Regions from separate parts of the Mus musculus genome. Here region 1 is linked to region 2. The links are chromatin contacts, called in public Hi-C maps. All regions are on one chromosome and are shown on one strand. Each heading gives the region's core, a stretch centred on a gene start, on an enhancer-like site or on the middle of the called end of the contact. The rest is flanking DNA. Distances are from core to core; before and after follow the strand shown.

The links. Hi-C and Micro-C count contacts between places; a contact is called where the count stands out from the background.
Region 1: a contact with region 2 is called in a Hi-C map of bone marrow-derived macrophages, with 42 read pairs. The contact joins two enhancer-like sites. A contact is called at or near these places in 2 of 39 promoter capture datasets (the C10 cell line and liver), 3 of 484 Hi-C or Micro-C datasets (bone marrow-derived macrophages and nephron progenitors), 7 of 115 datasets of contacts at active chromatin or transcription factors (the HPC-7 cell line, Th17 cells, embryonic stem cells and 3 more) and 3 of 9 other capture datasets (adipose tissue, liver and pancreatic islet).

Annotation. Positions count from the first base shown.
Region 1 is chr2:31,179,298-31,183,063 of GRCm38.p6, reverse strand. The region is part of intron 9 of Gpr107 (G protein-coupled receptor 107); the gene reads right to left. Among named protein-coding and RNA genes, the nearest start is that of Gm22516, 8.5 kb to the left of the region's middle. Within about 2 kb of position 2,138, at least 38 of the 459 cell types and tissues checked have an H3K27ac peak or open chromatin away from gene starts, as enhancers often do. A contact at or near this core is called in bone marrow-derived macrophages, where this site is marked.
Region 2 is chr2:31,051,127-31,054,982 of GRCm38.p6, reverse strand. It overlaps Fnbp1 (formin binding protein 1), which reads left to right. Exons shown (of 17, transcript NM_001177648.1): 9 at 765-959; 10 at 1,816-1,998. Among named protein-coding and RNA genes, the nearest start is that of Gm39786, 56 kb to the right of the region's middle. Within about 2 kb of position 2,357, at least 32 of the 459 cell types and tissues checked have an H3K27ac peak or open chromatin away from gene starts, as enhancers often do. A contact at or near this core is called in bone marrow-derived macrophages, where this site is marked.

The sequences.
Region 1 (3,766 bases), core at 889-3,388, 130 kb before region 2:
CGGTATCTTATCACAGCAATAGAAAAGGAACTAAGCTAAGTCCTATGACATTTCCAGCACACAATTTAATGCAGTACCAGAGTTATGCACTGCAGGCAGGTGTGACGTCTGCTGAGGCATGCTAAGATGGACATCTGCACAGCGCACCAGCGTCCTCCCTGGAAACCACACTGAATCAGCCACACAGGAATAAGAAGGGCAGTCCTGAAGACAACATGAAATCCCAGGGAAGACAGAAAATGAGCTGTATCTGAGGATGTCTGAGCCCAGCACAGACGGCCTGGGAGTTGGCTGCGGTGACAGGTGAGGAGAAGTACTGACATCATGCCCTTCCTCCCCACTGAGCAGCCTGGTGGCTCTCCCGGGCTCTAGGCCACCCTTGAGCTCCAGGTATTACATCCTTCCTTCTATGTCCACCCCGACTCCTGTAGGAAGGAACTCAAGGACAAATAAGACTCTTAAAGTACACAGAGCACAGGACGTGTGCACACCGTCACACATGAAGACGCTGGAATAGCACAGTAATAAGTACATGAAACAGGAGCAGGACATTAATCTCCAAGGGGAGTGAAGCAGTGTGGCAGATACGACAGTGCAGAAGGAAGACCCACACACGTACACAAGCTTGATGGAAGAGGAAGCCAGTCCAGCTTGGTGGGAAAGGACAGACTACTTAGTGACTACAGTGGTAAAAAAAACCATGGGGGGGGGGGGGCTGGAGAGATGTCTCGGTCATTAAGAGCACTGAATGCTCTTCTGAAGGTCCTGAGTTCAAATCCCAGCAACCACATGGTGGCTCACAACCATCTGTAACAAGATCTGACTCCCTCTTCTGGAGTGTCTGAAGACACTACAATGTACTTATACACAATAAATAAATAAATCTTAAAAACAATCCTCTGGAACCGACACCTAGAAGAGAGTAAAGCAGCCGCACAGTGGTGGTGCACACCTTTGATCCCAGCGATTGGAAGGCAGAAGCAGGTAGAGAGAATCTCTTGTGCAATGTATGGAAGGATCACCTGTCAATAAAATGCTGTTGGTCTATTAGCTTAGGCAGGAAATAGTGAGGTGGAAGGTCCGGTACAGAGAGAGGAATTCTGGGATAGTGAGGTGTGGGGGGTGTTGGGGGGTGTTGGGGGTTGGGGAGATATACACCCTGGAACACTGAAGGGGACTGTAGCATGTAACCAAGGAGAGGTAACCAAGCACAAGGCAGGATTTAGAATACAATAAATGGGTAGTTAAGTTATGAGCTAGCTGGGGAACAAGCCAAAGCTATCGGCCTAGGCACTGAAACCCTAAATCTCAGTGTCATTCTTTTGTGAACTTGAGTGTGGGTGGAAAAGCTCGAGGTTACAGGCAGTGGATCTCTGAGTTTGAGGCCAGCTTGGTCTACAGAGGGAGTTCCAGGAAGCCAGGGTTGCACAGAGAAACCCTGTCTTGAGAAACCAACTCCTCCCTCTAAAAAAAGAAAGAAAGGAAAAGAGGAGGAGGGGGAGGAGGAGGAGGAGGGAAGTAAAGCTGGGCTCACTATCTTCGATTCACTTTCGGGCGATTCCAGATGAGCTCGGCTGTGAATGAAACTTGCCTTGTGACCTGGGATCACAAAGGGCCCCTAGGACCCAAGCAGCATGGCCCCAAAGATGAAATTAGATGGTGGGGCTCTATCACAGTCAAAACTTTCATTCAACAACACACACTGCTGACTAGCCTAATGACCATAATGACTGGAGACAAGACTTGCATGTGTAGCCAGACAAGGAACACAGAAGACTTTTGCTCATGTAGAACAGCTAGACAATGAGAAAATCCAATACGTAAGCAATAGAAGCCTGCAATGAGAGTCCCCAGTGGGGACACTGAGAAGACAGACTACCCCAACAGTTTATACACACCAGACTGGCTCACATCAAGAGGCCACTTATAGTGAGAGGATGGTGACAGAGCTCAGCTCCCAGACAAAGTAGAAAGTGGTGCAGCCACGAGGTGGGCAATCTGACAACATTCAAGGAAACTTTCAAAGGACAGGTCCCTAGGAGAGCTCAGAAGTAGGAGACAAGGCTATTCCAGTACTCTGCAGTAGCATATAGACTGCAGCTGGCAACTGCATGTACTCCTGTCTCTCAGGACAGCAGAGGAACCCATGAGGATGCAGCCCATGGAACATGGAGGTGTGGCTAAAATCAGCCATCAGGATGCAGACAGCAGAACAGCTGATGGGAAAAGTGTCACTAATTTATATTTTTTCCAGATAGGGTTTCCCTGTTCAGCCCTGGCTGTCCTCACTAAGTAAATCAAACTGGCCTCGAACTCACAGAGATCTACCTGCTTCTGCCTCTCAAGTGCTGGGATTAAACATGTGCACCACTACCTGGCAGTGTCACTGATTTTAAACAGTTATATCTGCAGACAACACTTTCTATACATTTAAAACATACATAAAACAAAAACCAAGCGAACCGCAGACATTACTTACGAGAATATACAAATGTCCCAAACAATATATTCAGCATATTGGGGTGACTTTCTGTGGTTGAGAAGTGGGCGAGGGACAGGAAGTAGTGGGGGATGGTCAGTTGGGAAAGGAGCACGAATAGAGAGATGATGAGACCATACACAGCCTGACGTACACTGGGCTTCTTGTTTATCTCCTGGGTACTTTCCTGTTCTGGTGACTCCTCACTGAAGGTCAAAAGGGAAGCCATTGCCAGAGCAGTCTACTATTGAATGGCAGTGGCTTTTCCCAGAATACAACACTGCCCACTGGAAAAGGCCACACTCACATCCTGGCCAGTTTGACTTTCGGTCCTCAATTAAACACCCATGCTGGGACAATGAAAGGCTCGGAAGTCACGACGACCCAGCCTTGATTGATTTGGCCCTGATGACCTTCATCTCTGAAGTGGCACAGCTCCACCTCCCCTGAAAAGCAGCCAACCTGCAAGCACTGCCTCTCACCCTGCATCCAGCACTGCTTGCTCCCACTCTGGGTGCACAGCATATAAACCTGAGAGGAGAGACAAGCACCAGCAGGAAGCCCTGGCCTCCAGCCCCAGCTCAGTCAGGTAAGTGTCTATCTCTCACTTCCACTCTCTGGGCCTCAGTACATTTATGTGACAAAGATGTCTCATTCTTCTCAGCCCTAGCAAGCGTCTTAAACACCTCCTACATGTAAAATACATACTTCCAGTCTACCAGCATTCACTGGCTGTTACATGGGATGCCTTAATTTGCATCTTTTTGGATATGTACACATCCACTCACAGTTAAAAACATGACTGGCACAAAATAGATCAGCCCTCTTAACCACCATCTTAGAAAAGGGAGCCGAGGCAGTGACACTGCCACTGCTGAGTAAAAGCAAAGGAAACACCTGGGAGTGTGGGCAAGCGAGCAGGTCCACGAGTACTCACTGCACAGCATCCTGGTGCAAAGACAGACGTGAGAGGCTCGGCAGGAAGAAGGGCAATTACCATTGCTCCAGGGCTGCAGCTGAGGAACAGGCATGGTGAAGAGGGGCAACTGGAGGTCACAGGCAAGGTGTGCCTGGGACAGAGTCGTGCGTGGTGCACAGTGCAGGCCAGAGGACAACTTGCCGGAGTCAGGTCAGTTTTCTCCTCTATCATGTGGAACCAGGGCACTGAACTCAGGTCATCAGGCTAGGTAGCAAGGGCTTTTACCCACTAAATGATCCTGACAGCATGGAACATCCTTTTAAAAGGACCCATATCCAAGACTCTTGAGTGTCCATTAAAATGCAATC
Region 2 (3,856 bases), core at 1,108-3,607:
CCTGGCTGTTCTGGAACTCACTTTGTAGACCAGGCTGGCCTCGAACTCAGAAATCCGCCTGCCTCTGCCTCCCAAGTGCTGGGATTAAAGGCATGCGCCACCACTGCCTGGCTCCCTGCATTCCACTTTTAATGATCTCTGAAAAGTTTTATCAGTCTGGTGTGCCCTGCTGCCTTGGAATGTTTTAAATGGTAGATTTCTGTAAGAGAAAGTGCCAGGCAATAGGTGGTTTTCTTGTGTAGAGTTTTGATGGTAAGATATCTTGCCTCCCATTTCATTAAGACATGTTGGCTTTGAGCATCCTTCAGGGGCCTCTGCCACATTTGTAAGAAAAAAATTATCAGTGGTCCAAAAGGAACAGCACCCTCCCCCCTCTGACTGCATCCTACAGGAGAGCTTTCTACCTGAGGTGCTCAAACCAATCTTACCTTGACTGGAATTTCTTTTTTCTTCATAATTATGTCACCAGTTCAAGATCTCTCAGAAAAGTTTAACCGTCTAAGCGAAGCTCCCTCCAGGCACCCTGTTTAAGGGTTCAGTGACACGTCATACAACACGTGGACAAAGGATGAGTCCTTCAAAAGCAAAGCATCATGGGAGGTGGAGGCAAAACTTTGTGAGACAATCTCTCTAGCAATAAACACAGTGCTGAGGACCACAGTGCTGAGAAAGAGTGGGATTCTCAGTAGCATTTCTTGGGTCCTCCTTGGTCTGTATCATCGCCACTCTGGTGGTGACCTGCCTGTCCCTGGGTGTGATTGCAGGACTCCCAGCTGGTCGTAGAAGCCTATAAGTCAGGATTCGAGCCTCCTGGAGACATTGAATTCGAAGATTACACACAGCCAATGAAACGCACAGTGTCAGACAACAGCCTTTCCAGCTCCAAAGAAGGCAAGCCTGAGCTCAGATTTGGCGGCAAGTCCAGAGGCAAGCTCTGGCCATTCATCAAGAAAAACAAGGTACTGGCCATTTGGACCCTGCGTGGGCTGTGAGCTACAGATGCAGAGTCTCAGAGTTTATCTTTTGGTCTTAATCAAACTAAGATCTGGACTTCCAGAGAGCGAGAGAGGACAGTTAGTGTGCTGCGTTCAATTCACGATTCAAACGGTCTGTCTCTGGTGTTGGAGTCTTTGCCATGGCCTCTGTCTTATTGCAGATGCGTTGTCCCAGGACCGGGTCACCCACACTAACATCACTGACCTCACAGCCCTGTCACCCACCCCCATCCTCCCAGACTGCTGGGAGCAAGGGGACCGAGTCCCATCTAATCAAGCTTGCCAGCCTGACCTTGGTTTTGACACGTTAACCTGTCTCTGTGAATATTTTTCCCTTTTCTTTTCATAGCGTGGTATGTAGGTGCATGACAGCTAACCCGGCGGCCTAAACCGGATGGAAGTGGCCTTACTGCATTAACCTTAGATTAGACTGATTGTCTGAGTTTTCCAGGACAGGACTGTCCCCCTGTTTTAGACCCCCTCTCCCCCATCGAACTGCGTTAGCTTAGATGTGGACGTGTTTACCTCTGGCTTAAACTGGTTCTAGAACGACTAACGAGAGCCTAGATTGCATGTCACTGTCTGCATGAGCTTTGGGTCATGATCTTCTGCTGTCCTGTCGCGTACTCACGGACCCTCTCCTTTCCGCCCCCTCTGTGGACCGCATCCTCCATGATTTCTTTTGTACCGTGGCATCGATATTAATGGTTTGTGTTTTACTTGCTTTGGATCTTGAATATGATTTGATGCTTATTTCTGTTTTGTGTCTTCTTGTTTCTGATTTTTTTTTTCTGTCGTCATTCCACCCCTCACATTGTAGCTTATGTCCCTTTTAACATCCCCCCATCAGCCTCCCCCTCCGCCCCCTGCCTCTGCCTCACCCTCTGCTGTTCCCAACGGCCCCCAGTCTCCCAAGCAGCCAAAGGAACCCCTCTCCCACCGCTTCAACGAGTTCATGACCTCCAAACCCAAAATCCACTGCTTCCGGAGCCTAAAGCGTGGGGTAAGTTCCGCTCCGGAGTCCTGCGTCTCTTGCGCACCATGTTGCATGTCTCATTCTGCGTCTTTACTTTGTGAGTAGACCCAGTGTGTTTTCCCGTAGCATCCAGAGGGAGAGAGAGCCTGAGCCTAGACTCCCAGAGAGCAGACGAATGACAGAAAGAGAGGAAGGAAAGAGCCATGCGGAGGGGAATGAGCAGCAGAGAGCCAGGAGGCCTGAGGTCTTTGACTCTCTAGTCCGTGCTGGAAGCACCTCACACTTCCCCTTCAGAGATTCCGAGTCATTCATTTTCCTCCTTGGTCTCACCAACTCTGACTCGCTCTCTCAGACAATGTAGAAGATGAGGAAGTGGAAGCGACTAGACAGTCAGAAAAATCTGTGTTGAGTAATTACAGACAGGGATGCGGCACAGGCTCTGCTGCCCAAATGATGCTGCTGGCGAGGAGGAAGGAATCGGACCGGGCTTACTGGTTCCCTTGTGAAGCTAAGGGGTAACAATAGCATACCTCTCACACCTGCATCTCTCTGCAAAGGGAGAAGGCACCACAGCGGCGACATTCCTCCACGGCTCCCTCTCCACTCAGTCCCCACCTTCCTCGGTGGTGAATCCAGTGAATTACTGGAAGCTGTGGAGCCGGGATATAAGTGTCAGCTCACGTGGTCCTGTGCTCTGTGGCACCCAAGTTCAGGGAACAGTCTCTTAGACTGCGGTTGCTGTTACGACTCAGGTTTGAAATCCTTCGGAGGACCAGAAGTTCAGGGACATCCTTGGGTATAGAACAAGTCCCACGCCAGTCTGAGCTACCTGAGATTCTGTCACAAAACAGTTTGTTACCATACATGAACCTCTATGAGAATTAGGCAGTCGTCCAGCATAGATACCAGCTTAGCTTAATGGGAAAAGGCTGGGAAAAAATAATTTGTGACCTCCCAAGTAAAACTAAGTGAGCCTCCTCCAGTTGTATTTATAATAAATGTCTGGGCTGAGCGTGGCGGCTCATATCTGTAATCCTAGCAGCTAGGAGGCTGAGGCAGGAAAATGTTATGTTTAAGGCTAGCTTGGACTACATGTCTTTCCAGGCTAGCCTGGAATGTAACGTGAGTCCCTGCCTCAAACAAACAGACAAGAAGTCTGTAGCCGAATGGTCAGTGCCGCACCCATGTGCAGGTCCTGGCCTGTGGCGTTCCCCTGCAGACAGATGTAGTTGAATGCCTTCCTCTGGGATCTCCAAGCATCCAAGCAGCTGAGTACTGAGACACTTCTTCCTTTTCTTTTTTTGGAGACAATCTCTACATATAACCCTGTGTGTCCTGAAACTGTGGCCCAGGCTGGCCTAGAGCCTCTCTGGAGTGCTGAGATTAAAGTCATGTGCCACCATGGCCAGCTGGAGACACTTCAGTGTAGTCCCTGAGAGCTCAGTTATCCCTAAAGCCAGAGTTGGGTCCAGACCGTGGGCTGATAAGCAGCATTCTTGCAAATGGAAAGTTCCCAAGTTTTGTGTTTTCTCCCCCACCGTCCTCTGGCATGGGAAAAACTTTCAGCCGTGGCTAATTAGATGAGTGTCTGCCTCAGATCCATGCGCTGGTGGATCTCTTTATCTGCAGAATCCCAGTACTGAGAGACTCTTCATTTCATAGGAACAGTGTTCTGGTCTATATCTAACCTTAGTACTCCAGAGGCTGAAGCAGGAGGATTGCAGTAAGTTTAAGACCAGCCTGGGCTTCATAATGAGATCCTATTTCCAAAGAAAGAGAGAGAAAGGAAGGGAGGGACGGAGGGAGGGAGGGAGGGGCCTGGAGTGTGGAGTAGCTGGTAGAGTACTTACTTTGCACGAATTCCCAGCACTGCACAAAACATGCA